7 separate regions of the Mus musculus genome follow, and all the other regions are linked to region 2. A link is a contact called in public Hi-C, HiChIP or PLAC-seq and promoter capture Hi-C data. All regions are on one chromosome and are shown on one strand. The core of a region is the stretch at or near the end of the contact, and the rest is flanking DNA. Distances in the headings are between cores, read along the strand shown. Region 1 holds the start of Tmem259 (transmembrane protein 259). Region 2 holds the start of Oaz1 (ornithine decarboxylase antizyme 1). Region 3 holds the start of Arhgap45 (Rho GTPase activating protein 45). Region 4 holds the start of Ptbp1 (polypyrimidine tract binding protein 1). Region 5 holds the start of Wdr18 (WD repeat domain 18). Region 6 holds the start of Gna11 (guanine nucleotide binding protein, alpha 11). Region 7 holds the start of Med16 (mediator complex subunit 16).

Region 1 (3,644 bases), core at 964-3,463, 840 kb after region 2:
TAGCTGCTGGAAGCTGGCTGGGCCCCAGGATGACTCTCCCTGCCAGGGTCACACCTTCCGGGGGACAGACCATCTCTGCAGTGCCTGGGATCTGGGTGGTAGTGCTTCTGCTGTGGGTGTGGTGACCATGCCCTTGAGATCACCACTCCGGAGGCAGAGAGAGGCAAGAGGATCACTGTGAATATAAGGCCAGGCTGCTCTACAGAGCAAGTTCCAGAACAGCCAAGGAAAGACCACAAACTCAAAAAGTAAATAAAGTAAAATCCCATCTCTCAGTCAAGCCTTGCTTGCTCTGGTCGTGAGCGATATGACTGACTGACGTGTTGGCCTGTGCTGGAGGGAACCCCATTGCTTCTCCACGAAGGTCAGGCTAGGTTTTTCTAAAGCTCGGGTCACCCAGGGACGTTTCCTATTTTCAAACAAGTGACAAGTGTATTCCATAATAGTTTCAAGACTGGTACATTTATTAGGTGCCTACTGTGTTGCAAGGTGCTCTGGGTAACAGCAGACGGTGACTCTGGGGTATCTGAAAGCTAGGAGGGAGGGGTTCCCTTCGCTCAGCCGGTAAAGCGCCCCGCCCTTTTCCTGGCCGCCCAGTCCGGATGCAGAAATTCTCATCTTGTTCCATCATACAGATGCTCCTAGTCCTTCCTTCAAGCTGGAGGTATATAGAAGGCGCACAACGTTAGGGCACGGTGCATACAGAGACAGCTCTGCTGCGTCCTAAAAACAGACAGCTTCCTTCGAGTGCGCAGTAACCGGTCAATAAATGCCCTTGTTCAGGCAAATTGTACGGGAATGTGGCAGCTATAGTAGAAAAGGAGACTTCAAAGGGTCAATTGCGTTATTTTGAGATGAAACAAAATATGGAACGCTTCACGAATTTGCGTGTCATCCTTGCGCAGGGGCCATGCTAATCTTCTCTGTATCGTTCCAATTTTAGTATATGTGCTGCCGAAGCGAGCACAAGCGACGGTTTTTTGCCTCAGGTATTTAAAGGCAGAGAAGCAAATTACTTTTCACATACAGTAATTATGATTTTTTTTTGTTTTTGTTTGGATAAAGTAACGTTTTCACATGTCAAAAAGAAAGGCTACCACTCATAACACCGCTCAGAATAATTATCTATCCGCGTGAAAGCTCACATTTAACTAATTAATATAGCTGTCTGGGAGAAGCTTGTGCCAGCGAAGCCTTCTGGGAAGTCATATGCAAATTAGACAGGCACTACGAGGCTCCGCCCCTCAGTGGTAGCCGGATCAGCGCGGAATCCGTGATACTGGTGCGATGGTGAAACTGTCTGCTAGTAAACTATCCATGGAATTTCGCCCTTCAGCGCTGCGGCCGCCAATGAAAACATTATGCTAATGAGCAGTTAGGAAGCCCTGCCTCCCAGGGCAGGGTGGGTAATGAGTCCTCAGCAGACCCCGCCCCTAAGTGAGGCTGTGGCCAGAGTGAAGCCCTATGTAAATAGGCCTTACTAAGTGCGTCTCCGCCCCCTCTAATTCTCCGCCAATAGGAAACCATATACAAATACGACGGGCAACGTCGCCCCGCCCGCAGGTGGATGCAAATGTTTTAGCTTGTTTCTGAGACCACGCCCCACAGATCGCCCACCGCTAACCTGGATCCCTCCACAAACCAAACGAATTACACCCGACACTGCCGCTCAATGCTTAAGATAGAGCTCTGGGCTAAAGACATGGCTAAGAGCACTGACGCCTCTTCCAGAGATCTTGAGTTGAAGTTCCAGCCTCCGTTATGGTGGCTCACAACTCCTTTCTGGTGTATCTGATGCCCTCTTCTGGTGAGACTGAAGACAGCGACAGTGTACTCACATATATAAAGATAAAGCTCAATGCAAATGAATCGTGACACACGACTCCACCCCAGGCCGTGCCACAGTATGTGGGAGTGAATATATGCAAACAAACGGGGCTGCTCTTTAATGCACTCCGTGTAGCCCCTGCAAATTGCAAGCTCACTGCAAACGAGACCGGACAAAGCTTGAAGGAGCACTAGGAAAATAAACTGAACTCCATGGTACTCTGCCCTTTAGCGCTGAGGCGACCCGCATGAAATGTGTAAAGTCAGGCTCCGCCCACTACTCGTGGTGCCCGCCTTTCGGCCCTGAAGCCCGGCCTCCTCGGGCGGCCGCGGCGATCCCAGCGTGCCCCGCGCACGGGCGGCGCTCTGGCCCGGCGCTCTCGCCGGCGTCGCGGGCCGGACGGACGCGAGCAAAGGGGCAGGCGGCGGCGGCGGCCGGGGGCGGCGGGGGGGATCCGGCGGCCGGGACGCGGCGGGGGTCAGCCGGCGGCCGCCGGGGTGACGCGGGGCGGTGATGTCGGAGCACGCGGCAGCCCCAGGGCCCGGGCCCAACGGCGGCGGGGGTGGTGGCGCGGCGCCCGTGCGCGGCCCTCGCGGCCCCAATCTCAACCCCAACCCGCTCATCAACGTGCGCGACCGGCTCTTCCACGCTCTCTTCTTCAAGATGGCCGTCACCTACTCACGCCTCTTCCCACCTGCTTTCCGCCGCCTCTTTGAATTCTTCGTTCTGCTCAAGGTGACCTCTGACCCCTGACCTCTGACCCCTGACCCCAGCTGTCATCCGCTCGCCCACCCCCGGCAACTTTACCACTTGGCTCCTGACGCCTGGATACCCTGATACCACTCTTACAGATGCTATCTCTGGTCCTCACTTCCTCAGCTCTCAGGCCCCGCCTCCTGCCCTTTGGCCTCAGTCTGCCACTTGGGAGCCTAGGCCCCAAATTTTTCCACTCAAGACCAGAGCCCAGTGTCCTCTTGGAGTAGGATTTTGGACTCGAGGTCCACCTTCCCACCTGTCACTCCCATCCTGTCCTGCACCTCCACTGAGAACAATATGGTCATTTCCATTCCATTCCTGACTTTCCACTGTAGACCACCTCCTGTGCTGGAGGCCCTGTCCCGCCTGTCATTTCTATTCTACCCTGATTCTCTCAGTCCAGTCTCTACTAGTCAGTCCCATTCCAGCACACCCTGAACCAACCCCCTGGGGACAGCCCCCTACCCCCCAGTGTCACTGCTCAAATTTTCTGTTACTTCACTGTTTTCAGACTCTTGCCAGGTTTTCTGTGGCTTTGGGTGAGGTCATCTCACTAGGGTCAGCCACAGAGTCACAGCCAGATTGGCCAGGGACCTCTACAGCCAGCACCTGCCCTGGCTGTGTCTTCTTCATGTGCTCCCGGGAGATCCCGGTTCTCGGTCACAAAGGCTACTCGAGGGATGGCACCAGGCTCTCTCTGAGGAGCTGCCTGGGCCTTCTGGTGTTGGGGTCATGGCTTGGTGGCTGGCATGCTGATATTGGAGGGCATTGGTGAGTTTGGGACTCACTCCTGGTGCTTCTCAGAACTGAGCGTTCGGGGGTTTCATAGGTAGATCTAGCTTGAGCTCAAGACAGCTGTGGGCATCCCCTCAGGCCCCAGTTCATTGGCTGCAGATGAGCCCATGCTCCATCTTCCTTCCTGCCCTCCACACCCTCAGGGCTCCGGGTGGGTGCCCAATGTCTAGTCAGAGACAGGGTCGGCTGGATGACAGTAGACCTTATCCTCTTTCTTAACTGGGATAAACAAGCCACACAGCAGCTGGTTTCTGGAGCTGCTGAC
Region 2 (3,872 bases), core at 1,190-3,689:
CCCGCTAATGGAGTGAGCGTTTATTCTGCACAATCACGACATGTGGACTAACCCAGGAGAGGGCACAGGGACACTGGGCAGGGCTGGCACCTAGTCCTCCTCACCCGGGTCCTCTCTCTCCAGAGTGTAGACCATGAAGCAAGCGTCGGGTCTCTTGGGGACAAGGGGATGCCCGGGTCTCACAATCTCAAAGCCAAGAAAGCTGAAGGTTCGGAGTAGGGCGGCTGTGGGAGAACATAGGGTGAGAGGTTGGGGTGCCAGAACTCCCCTCCCCAGGACCCTCCCAAGCAATACCAACCTCTGTCCTCACGGTTCTTGGGGAAGCAGATGAAAACGTGGTCAGCCTGGAGTTGCTCCTCTGCGAACTCTAGGAGAGCTGCAAAACTGAATGAAGCATGGAGTCATTAGCCACCTGTGCCCAGGCCCCAAATCCCCTACAGCCCTAAGGGGAAGTGGCCTACCTGTCCTTACTGCCCTCAGGCAGAGGTCCAGCTGGGAGCTCGATGTAGAGGCCACCACCACTCCACACCGCCCTCCAGGTGACCTGCTTGGCCTCCGTGAGCGTGGACTGGATGCTCAGGACCCTGGTCTTGTCGTTAGACGTCGGCTCCTCTGTCACATTCAGCCGCTCGTCCTAGGGGAGCAGGGTTGTCAGGTTGGCCAGCTTACTTTGCCAGTGCCAGGCACCCCCGGGCTCTCCACAGGTACTCACGGAGTACAGGATGCTAGCTGAAAGACTGTGATCCCGCTGACTGTTCCCTCGCCCACCTGGGATCTTCAGGGGTGGGTGAGGGACATCAGGAGCACCACCGAGGCCCCGGACCCAGGTTACTACAGCAATTAAGGGCAACCCTAGAACTGCAGGAAACAATGCTCAGGTGGCAGCAGCGGCAATAATTAAGTGCCCGGGCTTCCCACTCAAGAGCCATTGACAACAGTCAACCCGAGTCACTGCCCCTCACCTGTGTGACTCTGCCCCTTTTGTAGCAAGACAGGCCTCACAGGCAGTGTCATCTCAGCACTGTGGCCCATCCCACTCCATGCTGCCAATCCTCCCTTCACACCAGGTCACTCGCTCCTTCCTACCCTCTGGTCAGCAGCTACCAGTGACCCCAAAGTTCTACCTCACTAACTACTCATGCTCTAGAGTCAGACAACCCCAAGTCTCCTCTCTTCCCTACTGCCACTCTATAGGTGTCTGCACAGCCTATATCCAAAGTTCCTACCACCTATATCGACGCCCTTCCCAAACCAGTCCCCATTCTGAACCCTTCAAGTGATACCCTCCATCCCACCCACTGCAGACTTTTAACTGCCAAGTGGACCAGGGATTAAGGTCACCTCACATCATACTCACCACACCACACCACCTCCATGTCCTCCAACATAGCTCTGTGAGCCCCCAAGCCTGACCACTTCCAAGGTCCTAATTCTGACCCAAATCCCTCCAAAGTATTAGAGCCCTCAACACGCAATCACTAAATCCAACCTAAACCTCATCCCAGCTTCCCCACCTGTGACTTCCTAAACCGACACAAGCTTCTTTCTCAACACCCCAAATCTGATCCCATACTCTCCCACCAAGAAATGAGTCCTCAACATGTACCCAAGAATATAATAGGATTCCTCCCCAACAGCACCCAAAATCCCAGTATTCTGCAAAGAACTCCAAACACCGGGACGAGCCCCACCTCTACATAGCATACGATTTATTACCCAAACGCCCTACAGGTAACCACAAACACTTCGCCACCTGACATTAGAACTAGCTCACATATCCGAGAGGCAGACCCCAAATTCGAGTCTCCAATCTCTTCTCAGATCCCTCCCCAAATCTTAGGCTCAACTCACAACCCCCGAATCCGATTCGAACCCAAAATCGAATCCTACATTTTCGCGAAATGTTCCCGGTCCTCCAATCAAACCAAACCCTATTCCTCAACCTGAGACTCCCTAATTCCACTCGAATCCCAAATCCGAGTCCGCGACCCGCTCCACAGGCCCCGCCCCGCCCCGCCCCGCCCCCTGCGCGATTGTGGCCGCCACAAAGGGGCGGATCTCGCGCTGCCGAGACTTATCTGGCGCCGGAGGCCGACCCCGCTCCGGGCCTGCGCGTCCTGCGCTGCCCTCTGGGGCCTACGCGGACGCTGTTTCTGGAAGGTTCGCGGCGGCGGGGGCAGGGCTCTCACCTCTCGCTGCTGCAGCCGCCGCGGCTGTGCTGACTAAGAAGCGGCATGGTGCGGCTGGCGTGAAGCGTGGCGCTGCGTTTGTCCCCTTCCTTCTCTCTGGCGAAGCAGTGGCTGTTGAGGATCCGCTGCAGGGAGGATTTCACCATCCGGCCGCTGGGGTCCGAAACCAGCAAAAACCTCCGCTGCACTTCCCGCGCCGCCGCCGCTGCTCGCCGTTCGCAAAATGGCGCCGGCGCCGACGCCCACTTTTATATGCGTCGTCACGGCAGGCCACGCCCCCACACGCAGGCGTAAACGCAGCAGTGTGAGGCGACGGAGGAACGGGGTGGGGCCACAGTGGCAGCCCAAGGAAAAACCAAATGCGTCCCACCTACTCCGGCTTCTGATTGGCGAGAGTAAAAAGACAGACAGAAGGTTTCCGTTGATGATTAGTTGGCGATAGGAGAATCCCGGCCCCGCGTGTTTGCGTCACTCTGTGGGAGGGAAGACAGAAAAGCCAGACGCGTCCCGCCCCTACAAGGCTCTGATCGGTCAATGTAGAAAAACGGACGTATTGGCCCCTTTGAGGATTGGTTGGAGTTCTGACAAGCCCGCCCTCGAGGCTTTATGACGTGAGGCGGAGGCGGGGCTTCTGTAGTCGCCTCCAGGACGTAAACCCCCATCTAGCCCAGGCCTCAAGGCTAGGACTCTGCGCCTCCTCTAGTACCTGTGGCCCTTCAGTTTTGTCATCTGTCATCCTTTCCATCTTAACCATTATGGTCCCACTCATGGGACGCCCCGCTCCGGGAAGACTGTCAGGACATAACTGTCAAGGGTACCTGAGGCTGACCTAGGCGGTTTGCTTGGTGCCCATCCCCCACGCGGCAAAATTATTCTAATGACCTTGTAATAATGGGTAATAGATTGGGACTCTTTGTTTTAAAAGCAACTTGCTATTTAAAAGAAAATCTGTCAAAAGTTAAGTATCCCAATCTAGAGAAGTATTTTATGTCAAATTGGAATTTAAACAACTTTTCTCATAGACTCAGCTTGAAGGTTTCCTTCATCCCAACCCCCCCTCCCCCGCCGCCGCCGCTTTTTTGTTGTTGTATTTTGATTTTTGTTTTTTGAGACAGGGTTTCTCTGTTTGCCTGCCTCTGCCTCCCAAGTGCTGGGATCAAAGGCGTGCGCCATCACTGCCCTGCTTACAATTTATTCTTAAAGAATTTCGTATTCTTTTTCTCTTTATGGGTTTTTTGTTGTTGTTGTTTTGTTTTGTTTTGTATGTTTTGTTTTTGAGACAGGGCTTTTCTGTGTAGCCCTGGATGTCCTGGAACTTACTCTATAAACTAAGCTACCCTCAAACTCAGAGATCTGCCTGACTCTGCCAGCTGAGTGTTGGGATTAAAGGCCTGTGGCACCACACCCTGCTCTTTCTCTCTCTCTCTCTCTCTCTCTCTCTCTCTCTCTCTCTCTCTCTCTCTCTCTCTCTCTCTCTCTCTCTCTCTCTCTCAAGATTTACTTATTTTATTTATATGAGTACACTGTTGTTGTTTCTGGTCTTCAGACACAGACCAGAAGAGGGTGTGAGATCCCATTATAGATGGTTGTGAGCCACCACGTGGTTGCTGGAAATTGAACTCAGGACCTTTGGAAGAGCAGTCAGTACTCTTAATCTCTGAGCCATCTCTCCAGCCCCCTCTA
Region 3 (3,803 bases), core at 1,106-3,605, 810 kb after region 2:
TGACAAGTGGTTTCCGGGGAGCAGCGGGGGGGGGGGGCGGGGGGGGCTGAGTCTGGTGCCCGACCCATCTCACTGAGCTGCCAGAGACAAACAGGAAGGAGGTGAAAATAACTCTGGAGGAAACGGACGGAGCCATCATCAACTGCATGCAGGAGAAAACGGAACGGGGCCACTCACTTCCAGTACCTCCCGTGGCCTCTGCTTTAACACCTTCCGTGTTCTGCAGTCCCCCAGTGCTGCAGCCAGGGTCCTTCTGCCTCTGCAGCCCTCTGTCCTCACACAGTGCTCCTTACATACAACCTCAGTTTCTATGTATCTGAGCAAATGCCTAAGACATTCCCCCTGTAGGACCAGGCACGCCAGCAAACTCCTACACATCCTTCAGAACTTTAGTTGACACATGCACTTCTTTTCATCCTATTTGAAACCTCCTCATATCCCCCCCCCGCCCTTTTTCTTCTTCTACCTTTTTTTTTTTTTTTTTTTTTTTTTGGCTTTTCGAGACAGGGTTTTTCTGTATAGCCCTGTCTGTCCTGGAACTCACTTTGTAGACCAGGCTGGCCTTGAACTCAGAAATCCACCTGCCTCTGCCTCCCAAGTGCTGGGATTAAAGGCGTGCGCCACTTCTCTCTCTCTCTCTCTTTCTCTTTCTTTCTTTCTTTCTTTCTTTCTTTCTTTCTTTCTTTCTTTCTTTCTTCCTTCCTTCCTTCCTTCCTTCCTTCCTTCCTTCCTTTCTTTCTTTCTTTCTTTCTTTCTTTCTTTCTTTCTTTCTTTCATTCTTTCTGAGTCAGGGTCTCACTGTAATTCTGGCTGACCTGCATAAGACTCAAGTGTAGACTCACAGAGATCCTCCTGCCTGAGTGCTGGGCTGAGAGGCTGCCCACCTCCTGCCCTCCCTCCGTGCTGCTCTGAAGATCCTCACCGTCCTGCAGCACACACTCCTTGAGCTTCTCCAAGCCCTCAGCAAAGCGGGCCACATCCGCCAGCAGGGTTGAGATGTCTTCTACGCCATCAGGGAAAGCTCCCTCAGTGGGTAACTCTGCCGGACTGGCCGCAGAAAGGGGGCTTCGGTACCCACGGCCCAGGGTCCAGGTGGCAGTGCCCGAGAGCGGGAAGCCTGCTGCACTGGCATGGCGGCTCAGGCTGGTGGGTCTTTTGAGTGTCCCTGTGCCCTTGGCTACCGTGGACAGGGATGTGGCTGGTGGCTCCAGGCCGGGAGCTTCTGTCCAATCCTTCCTGGGCAGCTCCTAGGTATGCATAGGGAAGAGGAGTCAAGGGGATCCCCCATCCCAGACACTGCCTCAGTTTCCCCAGAAAGTCCTCACAGGGGTCAGAGGTCAGTGGGCAGAGAATTTTAAGCTCCCCCCCCCCCACCTGTTACCCAACATCCTCCTGTCTATAGCTTTCACAAACAACCGTCCCTACCCAAACCACAGCCAGAGGCGGGGCCTGTGGGGCACAGGAGGGAGGGGGCACCCCACTTCCTGGTGGGGGTGGGGAGGACTCTTGTGAGTCTCTAACCCTGTAGCCACCCCAGATACCTCTACGGGTGTCCACTTTCTAAAAACATGGATAACTTCTGTGACCTGAAAAGATCATCAGGCTCCTGTGTCTCAGGACACCCCCAGACCTAGTAGAGGTACCCCTAAACCTCACAAATTCTCAAAAGCTCAGCAGGCAGCAGCAGGTCCTGGAGAAACTTGGAGACCCCCCCAATCTGCTCTGTACACCTGCACCCCAGTTCAACACCAGTTCCCCATTGGCTTTCAGAACCCTAAAATTGCCCAGACCCCATATTACAGTGTAGTCACTAGACTCCAATACCAGTTCTACCCACTACCCACAACCGTCATTGGCACACGACGGGGACATCCCTCATCAAGATGGGTGACTTGGTTGCCACCCAAGGCCATCCCTACCTACCGTAATGCGGCCTCCTAGGTTCAGGCCACTCCTTGTCGCCGGCCATTCTGCCTGGTGTGGACTATAGCTGGCCCGGTTCCCCCAGCGTGGACCCAGCATGGTGTTGTAGTTGCATGCTATGCCCATCAGTGACCACAGGCTGTGGGTGTCATCCTGGGTCCCCACCCGCTCTGTGCCCCACTCACCCCTGAGGAGGACTGCGGGTTGGGGCTCCCCGCGCGGTTCTTTTTGGAAATAGAGGGAGTTTTCATAAGTTCTCGCTTCTTCCGAGAGAACATGGTGGAGTCAGCCCCAGTGGCCCTAGGTGAGGACAGGCGGGCAACGGCAGGGTGGGAGTCTGGGGGTGGTCTCAGTCCTGCAACTCCTGGTGCAGGCTGTCTCTGGACCACATTGCTCAGGGCCACCCCCTCCCCAGCTGTCAGAGCCACACGTGACTGGCTTGGCTCTCATTGGCGCATAAGTCTCCTACACAGGAAAAGGCTCCCCAGCAGAGGGAGGGAGGTGACACCTCAGATCCGCCCCCAGTGTGACTGTCCCAAGTGTCAGCTCTTATAGGACTCTGCACACTGACTCTGACACAGGTTCCCCACAGCAGGCCACCTTCCACTTGCAGCCTGTGTCCTGTGTGGCCACCCGATCCAGGCATTAGCTGACTCTTGCTTGGGACATAACATACAGTCAAGAAAGGCAGTGTCATGTGTATACTGATATGAAAGACCAGAGAGGAGGCTGAGCAACAGGTTCACACACAGATCAAACAGACACCCCCTGAGTCCCTCACCATGCACAGGTGACCCCCCATTCCCTATAATCACCAGCCTTACAGTCTTCTGGGGACCATAGGACCTGAAGGTGCCATGCCTGGGTGGCTTCCATCCAGCAACCCAGGAGCTCCACTGCCCTGCTGGCCTCCACTTAGCTCCCACTCCCACTCTGCCCTCTATATCCCAGCTCTGAGCTTCAGGTCTCAGGATCCCCAGAGGTACTATTTAATAATTTAGACACCATGTCCCTTAACCATCCCAAACTCCACTGACCTCAGGCACACTGGGTGGCTCTCGGGGACACAGCCCAGAAAGGCCGCAGCCTGCAGTACCTAGGCCCGCTCTCCAAGCTCTGGTCCAGCCACAAACCCAGCCGAGGAGCCCCTTAAGGGTCCCGTGCCTCCCACTCATAGTTGGATGGCTGGGGGTGGGCTTGGGAGGTTGTCTCAGGATGAAGACTGGCTGGCTCTGGGGTGGGCTTCTGGTCCGGTCAGGCCAGGAAAGTACCAGGGTCCTCTATACCGTCTGGAACATTCCACAAGCCTGACCTCATCTCTACTTCACGGTCAGAAACACTCACAAGTCCCGCCCTTGGGTGTCAGACCCACATAGGTACATGCAGGTCAGGATACGTGTGACTGGACACCTGGGAAGTGTCCGTGTTGCAGGCAATTCACAGCAGGACACACGCGCATACTGTACATGTGATAGTGTATGGGACTGTACAGAGCTAAGACTCCTAAAACACAAACTCAGCCGTGGCCTCATTCTCATTCTAGTTTCTTTTTATTTCCCCCAGAGCCCAAGGCTTTCTGGGAGCCAGCGTATGGTACAGAGATCCTCTGTCTGAGCTTTGCCACTCAGTCCCAAGGCAGGCATGCTCAGATCATGGTCTCCACAGAGCTGGGGTCTTCCAGGAATCGGCTGACACGTTTGGGATGCTGCCGGCCAGGTTTGGAAACCTCCTCTTCTTCAGCCTCCTGCCGACTGCTCTCTTCCTCTTCCCCTTGGTCTTTGGAGAAATATAGGAACACCTGGCAGGGCAGAGACATGGAGGGGGCAGAAATGCATGGGGTGGGGGTAGATGTCAGCCCAGGGTCCTGAGGCACCTCAGCT
Region 4 (3,667 bases), core at 745-3,244, 970 kb after region 2:
TGAGCCATCCATTGAGTCTCAACTTGAAAGAGGGCCATCATTGTCCTTGAAGACCCTCCCTTCTTCCACACAGGACCCAGACCCTGCCTTTCAACACATTAAATCCAGTTTTAGTACAGGAAAAAAAAAAAAAGAAAAGGAAAGAAAAAAAGCCCAGTTTTTATAAAGCATACCAGTGACCTGGGTCAAAACTCAACTCCTGAGCATCCTACAACGCCAGGGAGCCTGAAATATAGGTAAGGAGCAGCCCAAGACAGTGCTTCCTGATGGGGGCTGGGAGCTCCTCCAGGGCCACACTGCTGATGGCAGGCAAAGTGGCCTTGTTACCATTTACAAACCAACAGAGCTGCCGGGATACACCCTAGGTTACTGATCAACCCCAGCCCCTCGTGACTGCACCCTGCCGCCTCACACCTAGCCTGCTTACAGGCAGCAGCAAGCCTACCACAGCTGGCAGGTTACCAAATGGCTCTCAGGGGTCTGCCTCGTGAAGGGATTCCACCAGAAGTGGTGGCTGGGGTATGTGTAACCCTCTGCTTGGTTTACTGTTTTCAAAGAATCTTTTGCGACATTTCTCTGCACTCCCTTCTAGAACTCACTTCGATCTGCCTATCTCTGGCAGGATTAAAGGTGTGCACCACCACACCCCGCTCAAAGATCCTCGGTAAGTTGCTCAAAGGAGGCAACTGGAGACTCCTGTCTGTCATCTCAGCACTTAGAAGGCTGAGGCAGGAGGACTGCCATAGGTACTCAGCTTGAAGCTAGGCCAAACTACTTTTCAGAATCGTGTTAAAAGGAAAGCCGCTTACTAAGCCTGGTGACTCAAAGCACTAGGGAGGTTAAGGTGGGGAAAATCAGGAATTCAAGGCCAGTCCTTATCCAAAAGCCAAACAAAAAGTTTCAACAAAAAAGTCGGGGCCTGGTGACGCAGGCCTTTAGTCCCATCACTACGCAAGCAGAGGCAAGCGCAAGCAGATCTTTCAGACCAGCCTACAATGAGATCCGGTCTCCAAAACAAACCGAAAACTACAAAAAGTTGCCAGTGGAGGGGGCATCCGGGAAGCATGTGGGAGATACGGATGCCAGGCCGGCGCCCACACCGGAGACCGAACTGAACCTCACTCTGGCCCACCCGCCCCTCCAATGGGGGGCCCTGGAGGCCTCCTCCGGACACCTCCCCCCAGGCGGGAAGGGCGGGCGCGTTCGGCACAGGTCCGCGCGCGTGCCCGCACCAGGGCGCGCGCCCTACTACGCGCGCGCACCCGGGGTCGCATGCGGCGTGCGAAGCGACATTGCTCGGGGCACAGGGCGAGCCGGCCGGATTGGAGCACGGCAGGCGGGAAGGATCGCAGCGGCCGAGCCGCTCCGAGTGAGCGCGTCTCACCGGAGGGAGCGCGCGTGCACGCGGAGGGCGGGAGGGGGGCGCTGGGTTCCTCCGGATGAACCGCGCGGGCACCGGAAGTGCGCTGGGCGAGGGGCTTAAGGGGAGCCGAAAGCTGGGTGCGGTCGCCCTAAGCCAACCGGCTTCCTTAAGGGCCTCAGACGCCCGGGATTCCGAGCGCGCCACGCGGAACGAGGCCACACGCACGCGCCCATTGCAGCGGTTAGAGGGATCGGCGGGGGCCAAAAGTCCACGCGCGCGGCAGCGATGGCTGGGACGGAGTGGTGAGCGGAGCGGCGTGCGAGGGGCGCGGCAGGACTTACCCGTCCATGGCACACGGAAGAGACCCGCGGGGAACGGAGCGGAGGCGCAGGAATAGCAGAAACCGACCCAACGGCTCCGAGTTATAGACTCACAAGATGGCGGAGACGCCCGCACACGTCCCCCGCGCGCGATCCTCATTGGTTCCCGCTGCGGTCTGTGGGCGTGGTCAACCCCGCCTGCCCCCGCCAGGGCCTTCTATTGGTCAAAAGGTTACTCCAAGGGCGAAACGCATCCAGACAGCAGACAGCTGTTGGGCGGGACGGCCGTCAGTCAAGACGGAAGACGGAAACGGCCGGTGGGGGAGGGGGAGGGAGTGAATGAGTAGACGCACGTGATACCATCTGAGCCAATGAGCGAGCCTTTGTTCGACCCGTGGGACGCCATCTTGAGAGTGGGTACGTGGCGGGTCAGACGCAGAGAAGCGTGCATTCTGGAGGTTGCCTCCATATTGCAAGCAGGCACTGGAAGCCGTTAGCCTCCAACGTGAGAGTAAAGCAAGCTGCTTCGCCATCTTAGAAGCGGGCAGAAAACCCCGTATTGCCCTAGCTTGCTTGTGGTCACGTGGCCAGAATTTGGCCTTTCAACCGAGTTTCTCCTGGACTAGATCGCAACGAGGTGGAGGCCACGTGCTTCATAGACGCAGTCGCGACTAGATTGTGAATCATCTCTTTCCGTCTTTTGTCTACCCACAGCAGCCAAGCTCCATCTGTGTCGCAGGGATGGGGAAACCGAGGAAAGGAGCCGCAGTGTGGCTGGTTCTGCCTAAAGCTGGGGAAACGAGGCTACAAACTCAGCAGCCGCAGAATCCACTGGAGGGACGAAACTCCGCCCTCTTGTACCTTCACCCCAGCAGCCAGGATTCTGCCTTCCAGTCCTGGGGTATCACAAAGCAAGACGGGTTCTCCAAGGCCTAGTGCAGGCTATAAAACAGATCCTTTGGTAGGACTCCCAAAGGCACAAACTATCCGGATTCTTGTCTGCCTGGTTATCTGCTAAAAAAAAAAAAAAAGCCAGGCAAGGGGGAAAAGTTTCTCCTCCGCCCTGCACGGGAGGTGAGCCCAGAGCACTGGCCTCCCTTTTCTGTAATACAGGGCTCGTGGGAGGCGGGGCAAAGGGGCTGGCGGCTATACTGGTTTCCTTGCAGATCTGGCCAGGGGCCCAACAGCCTTGGAGCCCCAACGCGGGCTTGGTGCCAGAGGATTCCAGCCTGGATTAGGGGCGGCTGCCGATTTCCATGGAGGCCGCGCTGGGAGTGAGGTCTTTCAGGCCCCAGCCAGCCGGCACAGCAGCTAGCTTGAAGGCCCAGAATCACTAATCAGGACCGTCTCGCGGATTTAGAAAACACATACACACACACAACAAGGCATAGGATTTGAGCCCTCTGGGACTCCCATCAGGTCCTGGCTGGACCATCAGGGATAAGGTTGGCTGCCAGTTTTTGTTCTCTGGGTGGCTGGTGCCAAGCAGGAGCCCCACCCTCAGAAGCTAACCTGCACGGGTGGCTGCCAGTGAAGTTGGAGGCTGCTCATGTCCAAGAAGCACAGGTCTACACTAGCAGAGTTTGTTGAAAGCCATTTCAGAGACCTCCCAGAACCTTTCTTATGAAAACGGTTTGTGTGTAGCCCTGGCTATACCGAACTCCTGCTGGCCTCTAAGGCCCAGAGATCTGCCTCCTGAGTTAATGGCCAGCCCCACCACGCCTTGCTTCCCGGAACCACTGAATGGTCTTGTTCACCTTCAATTCCTTATCTGCTTCCTGATCCGAATCAGACCTCCATTACCCAGTGGGGAACATTTAATTCCGAATCCCAACCCCTGCGCTGCAGAGACCCAGCCTGAGGCTGGCCTCACATAGATCCACTGCCCCTGCTTCCTGAGTGCTGGAATCAAAGGTGTGTGCCACCATGCCCAGCTAGAATTGTTTTTGAGACAAATTCTCAACTTTGTGACCCAGATTGTCCT
Region 5 (3,726 bases), core at 69-2,568, 870 kb after region 2:
TCTGCTTCCTGCGCTGACTTCCCTCATATAAACCACAAGTGTAAATAAATGCTTTCCTCCTCCTCTGCACTGCTTCTGGTTCCTGCCTCCTCCTCCTCTGTACTAATTCTGGTCACTGCCCTTTTCTAAGTTTCTTTCCTGGTTGCTCACGACAGCACTAGAGCCACCAGCAGGTTGAACACTGTCCTGTATCTCAGTCACAAATGAGGACCCTATAGACATGGCCACATTTTTGTTTTCAGAAGTCATGGGTAAGATCTCCAAGACCACCTGCCTACCTCAGGTAAAACTGGACACCAACCAGTTTTACTCTCTAGCATTCCCAAGTGACACATACGTGTGACAAGCTGTTCTCACCTCCCACAGGTAGATGCTCTCTGCAATTCCTGCCAGGACATACAAGCCATTAGGTGCTGTGGTCAGACAGGTGACAGGCCCAGGACACATGATTTTCTGTTGGAGCTGATCCTAGGGACACAGGATACAAGACAAACTATGTGAGTATCAGAACGGAGGCAATGGAAGGTTAAAGTTTTTAGTACAGAGAGCAAGAGTAAGGGGGTTGGGGAGACAGACTGCTCAAGTGAGGGGTTGTCGGTGCGGCTCAGGGTTAGAACCACTGCCTAGAACCTCCCAGTGAAGGGCAGGGTCAGGGCTCAGCAGTAGGGATCCCAGCGGACAAGAAGGAAGCTCTGTGTTCCAGAAACATCAGAACCAGTAACCCCAGGCCTCAGTCAGTCCTGACTATGAAGATCTGCGACTCTTTACGAGGGTAACAAAAGGACGGGCCGTCGGTCTCTGTCTTCCTGCGGCTCCTCAAGATCTCTGATCTGCCATGCTGTCCAAAAGCATGACCTCTAACGGACCCCATTTTCCCTTCTGCATCAAAATTGGCGTCCCTAACACTACAAGCGTGCAAAAGCGGATTCGCCATCGATCTTCATCTGAGCACGCGTGCGTTGGCGCCATCTCCCTAGGAGAAAACCCCTCGGCCTCCGAGTACGCCCTGTCACGCAGCCACCCCAGGGTCGCCGGGACCCCAACCCTGGCGGCGCCCCAGGACTCTCGGCTGCCCCGCGGACGCTGAGGCCCCACACCTTACGCTGCAGCTCCCAGGCGCAGATGTAGTTCTTGCCCTGCTGCGCCGCCAGCAGGTACTCGCCATTGAGTAGCGCCAGGCCTCGCGGCCCCGCTTGGCCGCCTCGGTAGGTGAGCAGGTTGGCGCCCGAATGAAGCTCCCACACCACGCAGCTCCAGAGCTGTGCCGCGGCGTCAGTACACACCACCACTTCCATGGGCGCCGCCATCTTGCTCTGCCAGTCCCGCCCCTGAATCCCATCATCCTTAGAGAGACTGTTAAGATGGCTCCTGGCCGACTAGAACGGCCATAGCGCCTCCTAGAGGCCAAACTGGAAAGTCTACGCATGCGCGGTAGCTTCACCAAGCCGAGGAGGCTGTTGATTGCCTGGTGCTTTACGGGTTCCAGGAGCCCTAACGTGCGCATGCGTAAAAAGTTCGCGGCTCTGGGGCGGAGCTAGCAGCAGGTGAGAGGGCGTAGCCAGACGACCTGCACATGCGTACAAGCCAGTGCGCGAAAGGCGTAATGCTAGACCCAGCCAAGCAGGTTAAAGAACACCAGGAGCTTCTTCGGGGGCGGGGCGGGGCGGGGCGGGGCGGGGCGGGGCAAAACAAAACAAAACAAAACAAAACAAAACAAAACAAAACAAAACAAAACAAAACAAAACAAAACAAAACAAAACAAAACAAAACAAAACAAAACAAAACAAAACAAAACAAAACAAAACAAAACTGGATTCCTGCACATGCGTAGAAGACTGGGGAGTCCCTGGCCGGTCAGCACTGTATTACCTCTGTGTAGTGGAAGGTATTTTTGCTACCTGTTTGCTGGGTTTGTCTTTTTTTTTTCTTTCTTTTGTTTTCTTTTTCTTTCTTTCCTTCTTTTTTTCTTTCTTTCCTTCTTTCTTTTCGAGACAGTGTCTCTTTATGTGCTGGGTGGCCTTGAGCCTCCACCACCGGTGACCGGTTTATTTACTTTCTTTTCTTCTTCTTCTTTTCTTCTTCTTCTTCTTCTTCTTTTCTTCTTCTTTCTTCTTCTTCTTCTTCTTCTTCTTCTTCTTCTTCTTCTTCTTCTTCTTCTTCTTTTCTTCTTCTTCTTCTTCTCCTCCTCCTCCTCCTCCTCCTCCTCCTCCTCCTCCTCCTCCTCCTCCTTCTTCTTCTTCTTCTTCTTCAGATATTTACTTTATTTACATTTCAAATATTGTCCCCTTTCCTGGCTTTCCCTCTGAAACCGGTTTACTTTTTTTTTTTTAAAGATTTATTTATTTATTATATGTAAGTACACTGTAGCTGTTTTCAGACACTCCAGAAGAGGGAGTCAGATTTTGTTACAGATGGTTGTGAGCCACTATATGGTTGCTGGGATTTGAACTCCAGACCTTTGGAAGAGCCGTCGGGTGCTCTTACCCACTGAGCCATCTCACCAGCCCCCGGTTTACTTTTTAAACCTTGTTTTATAGCAAAAATATAAACCACTGATCTTTATACTTTATTTAGACCAAATGAAGTTAGTGACTTACTGCATGTAAAATCAGGCTACATACTCATCAAGGATAATATGTCTGGCTGAGGTGAATTGGTGATTAAACTCTTACCAATCGACCCACGCCCTTTATGGATTTGCCGCTTCTTTGCCCTTTCCTCTTTTGAGCCATAAATTTCAAATTTGTATTCGGTTCACTCCGTGTAGACCCAAAAGGTCAATCTCTAGCCAAGCAACCTTTAGCCTCGGGTCACAGCTGCTGGTCATAGGCCAGGTCTAAAACCAAGTGTCCCCTCCCTCCCTCCCTCCCTCCCTCCCTCCCTCCCTCCCTCCATGTGCTGTTAGTAAAGGAGATTGCAAGCAATTGTGGAATCGCAGCTGGGAATGTGGCTGCCAGAGCGCTGCGCCTGCCGTGGCAGCAGAGCTGGACGCACGGTGGGATGGTGAGCTGGGTCTAAGAGCAGCTATTGGGCCTGTGAAGGGAGCAAGGTTGCATGCTGGGTGCAAGCATTGGACTCAGCGACCCTGCGACCTCAGGCCAGAAAGAGAGGAAACGAGTCCGAGTGAGGCGTGTCACCCAATGTGGCCCCAAGATGGCAGGCTCGAGCTGCGGGGGAACAGGGAGGACACGGTAGGTGGTTCTCAAGAGAAGGCACCACTTTGAGCAAGAAACTCAGGAACAAGGTGCTGTCCAGTGGCACAGACACAGGTCTGGCAGAGGATGGAGCATGTAGAGCTGCATTTGAGAACGTTAGAGGGGACAGTCATGTGCTACTTCATTATGGGAGAGAGGAAATTTATTCCCCAAGGTTTAAGCTCAGGTTGTTCTTAAACACCAGACACTCCTACCTCAGCTGCCTATGAGCTAGGATGAAGCTACTTTTAATGCTAAAGTGTGACTAAGAAGAGAAATGAGAGGTTATCTCAAGCTGCCTCAGTGGGTAAGAGCACTTGCTATTCTTGCAGGATACCTGGGTTCAGTTCCCAGCACCTTCTCCAGGGTGGTTCACAGTCACCTGTAACTCCAGCTCCAGGGATCCAACACCTTTGGCACTCAGAGGGACCTGCATGCCAGTGAATGTACCCCCCCCCCACAGATACATACATATTTAATTTAAAAAACAATGAAACAAGAAACAGATGGCTCAGCCAGGCAGCAGTGGTAG
Region 6 (3,803 bases), core at 1,086-3,585, 720 kb before region 2:
AAGCTGCAGTCCGGGCCAGTCTGGTTTACAGAGCCTCAGTCTGTCCTTCCTCGGTGGTACCTGCACATGGCCTTGGGTGTGCTCACCCCCGTGGACGCACACTGGCCATTGGGTATCCTCCACCATGGCCCTCTGCCTCTTTGCCCTGCGCCAGTCTGCTAGGCCATGAGTACCTGGATTTATCTGTCTCCACCTCAGTGTGGGGATGAGGTGGGGTCACCGGTGTGTGCAGCCATCAGTGGGTGTTGTGTTTGAACTCAGGTCCTCATGCTTGCCTAGAAAGTCCTCTTAGGAGCGGAGTACTCCCCTCAGCTCCACCCTGCTGCCCCTTTTGACAGGGTTTCTCTGTGTGCCCCTGGCTGTCCTGAAACTCACTCTGTAGACCAGACCACCTTGAACCTCACGAGAGATCCAACTGCCTCTGCCTCCAAGGTGCTGGAATTAAAGGCGTGCGCCAAGGCCTGGCTGCTTGGAACCCTTTTTTGCCGACAATTTACCAGGTGATGATCCCTAACCCATGAATCCAAACAGAACAGCTCACAGGGGCTGGAGGGTAGTATGGCCCAGTGGTACCGTACTTGCTGTTCCTGCAGAGGACCCAGGTTTGGTTCCCAGTATCCACTGGGGGTTCACAGCCACCTGTAACTCCAGCTCCAGAGATGTGACACCCTCACAGGCAAGGAAAACATCAGTGCATGTAAAATAAGATTAAATTATTTTAAGAAAAGGAAACTATGTATGCACACAAAGATAAATGTGAACAGGCATCATGGCATATGCCTGTCATTCCAGCACTGGGATGGTCAAGGCTCAAGGGGTTGCGCCTATGAGCTGCAAGAGGAACTTTGACCACATTGGGCCACCCGGGAGCCCCTTGTCTGGGCCATGAACTCCTGGGGTGGGGACAGAGGCCCTGATAGGAGAGTTTCAGAGGAATAATCTCCCCACAACCCCAATCAGCTAGTAAATGAAGACTTTGACCCTCCCCTTGCCGTCTTATCTCAAGGCTGGGCAATCAGGCAGGGACTGGGACAGGAACGCATGCAGCACAGGCCTGACTTTCAAGTTCTTTGTAGTCTCTTATTATTGACACATGCCCTGATTGAGTGCTGACTGGGTACGCATGCCTCTTTCTGGAAGGTAGAAAACACTTCTCAGGTTTGTGAGTTAGTTTACACTTGGGGGACTCAGATTGACCCACCAACAGGGAACTTACCTGCCTGGTACATGCGGGGGGCGGGGGTGGGGTGGGTTCCACTCCAGCACATGCAAACCACATTCATGGGCGTTCACATGCACAACAACAGCGTAAATTGGTGCTTGGTATACAGCAGGCAGACTGTTAATAATGCTTATTCTTCACCTGCCAGTAAGCCTGGTTGACAGTATATATGTATGTATGTGTGTGTGTGTGTGCGTGTGTATATATATACACACATATACATATATACATATATGTGTATGTATATATACACACATATGTACATATACACACATATATGACATATGTATATATGTATATATATATATATACACACACATATATATATGAAATCAGGCAGCATATTAATAGGAGGTACTGTGCTGCATCAGCACATAGTACACAGTAGGAGCTATATACAATATGTGGTATACGGCAGGCACAGCATTCATATTTGGCATACGTTGTATATGTGAAAAACACTTGGTTTGTATACCCTATATTGAATGTGGCAGTTACATATGCGTGTTTCCTTAAGGCTTGGTATACAGTAGATGTGATATTAATGCCTGAGCTACCACAGGCTGCCGCATCAGTGTATACTCTACAGCAAGCATTGTGTTCATACTTGTGACCTGTGTGGTATTTAACGAGTGCTGCATGAATGTACTGTACACAGTAGGGCATGAATTTCTGCCTGGCACACGATAGGCCTGCTTAGGAATGGATGAGCGAGCCGGTCAGGGCGTTTTCTCACATCCGCAGGCGGTGACGGCCTCGCTCCAGAGAACTGCAGCCTCTCTCTTGGCGCTCTCAGCACAGCCTCGGGGAGCCGAGAGAAGCCGAGCGCAGCCGAGCGGCGCCTGCCCGAGCCGAGAGGAGCCGAGTGTAGCCGAGCGGCGCCTCCCCGAGCCGAGCCTCGCTTCGCCTCCCGAAAGGAACCGAGCTCGGGCTTCCGAGTCCTCCCCATTCCCACAATCCTCGGCGTCCGCGCCCAGCCGCGAACCGTTCAACCCCTTCCCACGTCGACGCAACCCCACGCGCGCTTGCGCTGCGCCCTCCAGACCCCGCCCCCGAGCGGCGAGGCCCCGCCCCCAGGCGATCCTAAAGTCCTGTCCCTGCGGCGCGCGCGCGCGCGCAGCCGTGCGGCCCCTCCCATTGGCCGCGCCGCCTGCCCGTCCCGGGGCCCGTGGCAGCGCTTCAGGTCCTCGGGCGCCGGCGCTCGGTGGCGACGGCTGCGGGTAGCGGCGGCGGCGGCGGCTGCGCTGCACGGCGCGGACGGTGGACGCGCCTCTGGGGCCGGGCCGTGGCCTTCGGGGAACCGGGAAGAGGTAGGGCCGGGCCGGCGGCAGCCGGAGGACCGCGACGATGACTCTGGAGTCCATGATGGCGTGTTGCCTGAGCGACGAGGTGAAGGAGTCGAAGCGCATCAACGCGGAGATCGAGAAACAGCTGCGGCGGGACAAGCGCGACGCCCGGCGCGAGCTCAAGCTGCTGCTACTTGGTGAGCTGCGTGCCCGTGCCGTGGGACCTCTGTCACGGGGACCGGGTGGGTGCACGGGGCATCCGGGCCTTGCCGGGGTCTCCGCGCGCGCAGGGTGCTGCAGCCGCCGCGGTCTCTGGTCCCCGGCGAGTAGCGCGCGGTGACAGTCGGGTGCGACCCCTTCAGACCGCTGCCCACGGCCTGTCGGGCCACCTCGGATGTCCTCGGGGCAACTAGTCAGCGCTGCCCTGCAGCGGTCAGCCCTTCCGGGATCGCTGCACCCTGAGCAGTGCAGGTGGCTTGGGCCTGTGGTGGCCAGCTTCTCCCGTGTGGTCCCCTGGGCTCAGCCTGTGCGACCCTTTGTGGCCAGCCTTTCTGTTATCCAGGCCTTAGATTCATTCGGGGTCAGCCTCCTGCCTCTGATATCTGTGGTGAGATTTTGCATCTGCTGGCCACATTGGGCCCCAGGACCCTGGGAGACTTGCTTTCTGTCGCTCCTGAGAATTCTTGCACGGAGGTGGCCCTTGGCCCTGCCGCACCAAGTAGGCTCTCTCCTTTCCATTGTCCCCACATAGCCTCCGGTGAGCCCTGTAAGCTGTCTTGCTCTCATGATGCCCCTTTGGATTACAGACTCCCCAAGACAGTTCCCAAAGGGTTGCACCCTCCTCTCTACCTCCAAGGACTATACACCCAAATGGTCCTGCTTTGCTTCTGGCTTGTTGCTTTCGTGGGTACTCCTCAGTCTCCCTCTCTTTTCCATAGATCCTCTGAATTCCTCCACATTGGAGTGGGTGGCTTTTCTTCTTTGGGCTTCTGTTGTGCCGGAACCCAGTAGGTTGACAGCAGTCAGCCTTGCAGCCTCCCTGGCCCTGTCCTGCCTCCTGGGGGTCCAGTCTTGTCCTCTCCACACCCCACCCACCCCAGGGAAGCTCAATGTGTGTCTGTCACTTCCTGGGGTTCTGACTCCTCAAGGCCCACCTGTTGCTGGGAGCCAGGGAGCCCAGGTCCTCTTGTTGTCACCCCAAATAAGAGCCCAAAATGAGGACAGGGTAGCCTGGGCCCTGTGGGGGTTTACAAAACAGACTGGGGAGCTCTGCCTGCCCCTCCCAGATCCCAGAT
Region 7 (3,761 bases), core at 995-3,494, 920 kb after region 2:
CCTCTGGCCCAGCTCCTCCAGTCCGCGATGGTTTGTCCGCAGGTGCTGACCTGGAGGGCCGGAGGCAGATGAAAGTCAGCAACCGCCACCTGGATTTCCTGCCTCCAGAGCTTCTGTTGTCTGCCTACCTGGACCAGCAATGATGGCAGAACCCCTGCCAGCTGCCTCGCCCGGCCCAGACCTCTGTCTGCTAATAAGATCTTCCACGCTTTCAGAATTTGAATGCCACCCCTTCCCTTCAGGAATCCCCTTGCCCTTGCCCCTTCATGTCCCAGATCACACAGGGAGGCCTTGTAGCTCCCCACCCTGGTACTTGTATTTGGGTAGGGAGACCTAATGGGGCCCTATAGCTGTCCACCCTGGTACTTGTATTTGGGTGGGGAGACCTGCCCGGGGCGTTTCCCTGTGTTTTGTCTGTTTAGCTTTCTTTGAGACAGAAGCTCAGGCAAGGAGTAGCAGACTGTTACCTTTTTTCCTCTCCTAATCAGTTTTAATGAACTTGGCATGTTTTGGGGTAGATTTCTTTTAATTTCTCTTTTGAAGTGGGGAGGCACAACCAAAACACCTAGCGCCAGCCGGTAGTGGGCTCTGTTGTGACCCCTGCCTGACCCTCCATGTTTCAGCTCTGATGAGGGTGGCTGGTCCTCTCTCTAGGACTCTGCAGACCTCCCCAGGACACTTTCTTGTGTGTGTGTGTGTGTGTGTGTGTGTGTCTGTCTGTCTGTCTGTCTGTCTGTCTGTGTGTGTGTGTGTGGCGCACATGTATGCACGCCATGTGCCATGAACCTGGACAAGCATTGTCTCAAGGGCTCATTTTATGCTTTTTTTTTTTTTTTTTTTTGGTGATGTGTGTATCTTGTCCCCAGCTCCCTAGGCCCTGCCTGCCTTTCAGACTGTCCTCTCCTCCTCCTTCTCCCCTCTCCTTATGCCAGGGGTCCAGGACTTCCAGCCAGAAGCCTCTGACCTTGTGTTCCCTGTCCCCTCCCCTGTCCCCTCTGCTGCTCAGCATAGCTGTGGTCACTGCAGAGGTCTTATATGTTCAGCAGGCCTGGCCCTCCTTCCCTTCCCCTTCTGTGTGATTCTTTGAGCTTGGGGGAAAGGGACGATTTTAATAAAGCCTTGGTGCTCGAGTCCTGTCCCCGTGTTTGTCTTTAGGTTTGGTGGGGGTGGGTGAGACTGGGAGATCACTGAGGGCACGAGCTAGCAAGCTGGACACGGGGGAACCTCAAAGTCTCTATAACATTAGTTCATTTTACAACATGTAAAATGCTTAAAGATGAGGTGCCAGGTTGGGGTTCGATGGGGAAAGCAATTGGTTAGCATGCTCAAAGCCCTGGGTTCCATCCCCAGCACCATTTAAACCACATGGTGACCAGTGACAAGTGATTTTGAGGCCAGCCTGGGCCATGTGGTAGACAGGTCTCATTGTTGGACACCTCTGAATCCTAGCACTCAGGAGCCAGAGGCTGATGGATCTCTGTGAGTTCAAGGCCAGCTAGTCTACATAGCCAGGGCCATACAGTGAGACCCTGCCTCAAACAACAGTCACTTGAGGGCCAGCAAAATGGTTAAGCACGTTAAGGTGCTTGCCGCCAAGCTTGATGATCTGAGAGCAAGAACCAACTCCTTGTCCTCTTACGTGCACTGTGGAAGGCACACTTATACACACACACACACACTCACACAGGAGCCCGTGGCTTGGTGGTACACCTCTGTCATCCCAGTAGGTAGGTAGAGGCAGTCACTGGAGAACCTCATCAGTGTCAGGCCAACCTGAGCTATACAGTGAGCAACGAGCTCTGCTGTCAAGAAACAAAATAGAAAAAACGTGAGTGAGCCTCCAATAGGATGTTAGGGTGCTTGTCAGTTCCTCTGAGGAACAAAATATGGAACGCTTCACGAATTTGCGTGTCATCCTTGCGCAGGGGCCATGCTAATCTTCTCTGTATCGTTCCAATTTTAGTATATGTGCTGCCGAAGCGAGCACAAACAAGGCTTTTCTCCAAGGGATATTTATAGTCTCAAAACACACAATTACTTTACAGTTAGGGTGAGTTTCCTTTTGTGCTGTTTTTTAAAATAATAATTTAGTATTTGTATCTCTTATAGAAATCCAAGCCTATCATGTAAAATGTAGCTAGTATTAAAAAGAACAGATTATCTGTCTTTTATCGCACATTAAGCCTCTATAGTTACTAGGAAATATTATATGCAAATTAACCGGGGCAGGGGAGTAGCCGAGCTTCTCCCACAAGTCTGTGCGAGGGGGCCGGCGCGGGCCTAGAGATGGCGGCGTCGGATCCCGGGCGTTGGGGCGAGTGTGGACCGCGGCCGCCGGGCCGACTGGGCGCCCGGGGCGGACAGGTTAGTACGGCGTGCGGGGTACGGGACTCGTGGCTGGTGCGTTTCAGGCTAAAACCGCGAGCGGAAGGCCGAGGGGCGGGGCTTGCGGGGTCAGAGGGCGGGCCTGGGAACAAAGCTTGCTGGGTAGAGGCCGTTGTGGGAGGGATGTGAATAGGGGGAGCCTAAGGCGACGGGGTTGAGGAGGGGGCGTGGTCCGAGGGGCTGAGCCTCCCTGGGAGGGGCGTGGCCTGAGTTCAGAAGTTGGATGGAGGGGCAGAGTCTGAAGAAATAAGACTGATAGAGAGGGATGTGGCCTAGGGAGCGGAGTCTAAGGTGGGCCGGGGTTGGGGGTGCTAAAGATCTGAGATCGATGCAGAGAGGTGACCTAGTAGTCACAAGCTGAGCAGAAACTGAGGCTGAATTTACCAGTTTGGTTTGGAGGCGGAGCCTAGGGTGATTAGACAATGTGGGTGGAGCTTAACGAGCTTGGGCGGGAGGTGGTGGAGGTGTGTGTGTTAAGACTCAGGATTTAGCCGGGTGTGGTGGTTCACGCCTTTAATCCCAGCATTTGGGAGGCAGAGGCTGCGGATTTCTGAGTTCGAGGCCAGCCTGGTCTACAACGTGAGTTCCAGGACAGCCAGAGCTATACAGAGAAACCCTGTCTCGAAAAACCAAAAAGAAAAAAAAAAAGACTCAGGCTTTTTGCCAGGCGCACGCCTTTAATCCCAGCACTTGGGAGGCAGAGGCAGGCGGATTTCAGAGTTCGAGGCCAGCCTGGTCTACAGAGTGAGTTCCAGGAGAGCCAGGGCTACACAGAGAAACCCTGTCTCAAAAAAAAAAAAACAAAAAAAGGCTCAGAATTTGAGCCTTGGATGTTAACTTGTTGAGAGTATTGTGTGGCATGGGCTGCTGCGGGGTCTAAGCTACTAGGTCCCAGGCAAGGCTTGGAGACTGAACTAGAGTGTAGACTGAGGCCCAGACTGAAGTGGTAGGGGTGGGCCCGGTTGTGTGTGTGGAGGGTGCTTAGCGTTTGTAGGCTGAGCTCAGGCTGATCTGGGTTGCCTAGGGAGGAGTGACCCCAGGCGGGGCATCATGGATTTTATAGCAGGGCTCTCGCTGGAGAACATTCTAGACACCCTTTAGCTGGGAGCTGCTATAGAGCACTGCCTCCCTTTTCCCCAGGAGCCAGGGACCGTGCTGGGTGCGGTGGGTATGATGGACCTGGCCTATGTGTGCGAATGGGAGAAGTGGGCCAAGAGCACGTACTGCCCGTCGCTGCCCCTGGCTTGTGCCTGGTCCTGCAGGAACCTCATTGCCTTCACCACAGACCTACGCAATGATGACCAGGGTGAGTGCTGGCTCTCCTTACCTGGCTAGGACCTGGGGATCAAGACCATGTGGGTGGGCTTGCCAGGTGT

Evidence for each region. Promoter capture Hi-C pulls out the DNA fragments that hold promoters and counts their contacts. A called contact is a pair of places that touch in the nucleus more often than the background predicts. HiChIP or PLAC-seq counts read pairs in DNA pulled down with a chosen protein or histone mark. Capture Hi-C pulls out chosen DNA fragments and counts their contacts.
Region 1: a promoter capture Hi-C map of pre-B cells shows a contact between it and region 2, with 5 times the contacts expected there. The contact joins the promoter of Tmem259 here to the promoter of Oaz1 in region 2. A contact is called at or near these places in 6 of 39 promoter capture datasets (the C10 cell line, embryonic stem cells, liver and 1 more), 1 of 115 datasets of contacts at active chromatin or transcription factors (memory CD8 T cells) and 2 of 9 other capture datasets (adipose tissue and liver).
Region 3: a contact with region 2 is called in an HNF4G HiChIP or PLAC-seq map of pancreatic cancer cells. The contact joins the promoter of Arhgap45 here to the promoter of Oaz1 in region 2. A contact is called at or near these places in 1 of 115 datasets of contacts at active chromatin or transcription factors (pancreatic cancer cells) and 1 of 9 other capture datasets (adipose tissue).
Region 4: a contact with region 2 is called in a promoter capture Hi-C map of liver, with 2.5 times the contacts expected there. The contact joins the promoter of Ptbp1 here to the promoter of Oaz1 in region 2. A contact is called at or near these places in 1 of 484 Hi-C or Micro-C datasets (CD8 T cells), 1 of 115 datasets of contacts at active chromatin or transcription factors (double positive thymocytes) and 2 of 9 other capture datasets (adipose tissue and liver).
Region 5: a contact with region 2 is called in a Hi-C map of B cells, with 6 read pairs. The contact joins the promoter of Wdr18 here to the promoter of Oaz1 in region 2. A contact is called at or near these places in 1 of 39 promoter capture datasets (pre-B cells), 1 of 484 Hi-C or Micro-C datasets (B cells), 1 of 115 datasets of contacts at active chromatin or transcription factors (memory CD8 T cells) and 1 of 9 other capture datasets (liver).
Region 6: a FOXA1 HiChIP or PLAC-seq map of pancreatic cancer cells shows a contact between it and region 2. The contact joins the promoter of Gna11 here to the promoter of Oaz1 in region 2.
Region 7: a contact with region 2 is called in a promoter capture Hi-C map of pre-B cells, with 2.9 times the contacts expected there. The contact joins the promoter of Med16 here to the promoter of Oaz1 in region 2. A contact is called at or near these places in 6 of 39 promoter capture datasets (the HPC-7 cell line, the SN4741 cell line, hippocampal neurons and 2 more) and 2 of 9 other capture datasets (adipose tissue and liver).

Annotation. Positions count from the first base shown.
Region 1 is chr10:79,982,829-79,986,472 of GRCm38.p6, reverse strand. Tmem259 (transmembrane protein 259) reads left to right here and starts at 2,213. Exons shown (of 11, transcript NM_001003949.4): 1 at 2,213-2,563. The coding sequence starts at 2,342. Gm26243 (a small nuclear RNA gene) reads right to left here and starts at 967; the gene lies at 861-967.
Region 2 is chr10:80,825,223-80,829,094 of GRCm38.p6, reverse strand. It overlaps Oaz1 (ornithine decarboxylase antizyme 1), which reads right to left and starts at 2,439. Exons shown (of 5, transcript NM_008753.4): 1 at 2,190-2,439; 2 at 713-858; 3 at 462-634; 4 at 299-384; 5 at 1-224. The coding sequence starts at 2,335. The coding sequence ends at 91. It overlaps Mir1982 (microRNA 1982), which reads right to left and starts at 298; the gene lies at 225-298.
Region 3 is chr10:80,015,224-80,019,026 of GRCm38.p6, reverse strand. Arhgap45 (Rho GTPase activating protein 45) reads right to left here and starts at 2,355. Exons shown (of 23, transcript NM_001142701.1): 1 at 2,109-2,355; 2 at 923-1,247. The coding sequence starts at 2,201. Abca7 (ATP-binding cassette, sub-family A (ABC1), member 7) reads right to left here. Exons shown (of 47, transcript NM_001347081.2): 47 at 3,455-3,721. The coding sequence ends at 3,569.
Region 4 is chr10:79,852,759-79,856,425 of GRCm38.p6, reverse strand. It overlaps Ptbp1 (polypyrimidine tract binding protein 1), which reads right to left and starts at 1,994. Exons shown (of 14, transcript NM_001077363.2): 1 at 1,705-1,994. The coding sequence starts at 1,712. E130317F20Rik (RIKEN cDNA E130317F20 gene) reads left to right here and starts at 1,455. Exons shown (of 1, transcript NR_029447.1): 1 at 1,455-3,667.
Region 5 is chr10:79,957,744-79,961,469 of GRCm38.p6, reverse strand. It overlaps Wdr18 (WD repeat domain 18), which reads right to left and starts at 1,318. Exons shown (of 10, transcript NM_175450.4): 1 at 1,098-1,318; 2 at 358-468. The coding sequence starts at 1,307.
Region 6 is chr10:81,543,694-81,547,496 of GRCm38.p6, reverse strand. It overlaps Gna11 (guanine nucleotide binding protein, alpha 11), which reads left to right and starts at 2,335. Exons shown (of 7, transcript NM_010301.4): 1 at 2,335-2,705. The coding sequence starts at 2,570.
Region 7 is chr10:79,907,421-79,911,181 of GRCm38.p6, reverse strand. It overlaps Med16 (mediator complex subunit 16), which reads left to right and starts at 2,244. Exons shown (of 15, transcript NM_198107.2): 1 at 2,244-2,364; 2 at 3,526-3,691. The coding sequence starts at 2,287. R3hdm4 (R3H domain containing 4) reads left to right here. Exons shown (of 8, transcript NM_177994.5): 8 at 43-1,130. The coding sequence ends at 143. It overlaps Gm24019 (a small nuclear RNA gene), which reads right to left and starts at 1,987; the gene lies at 1,881-1,987.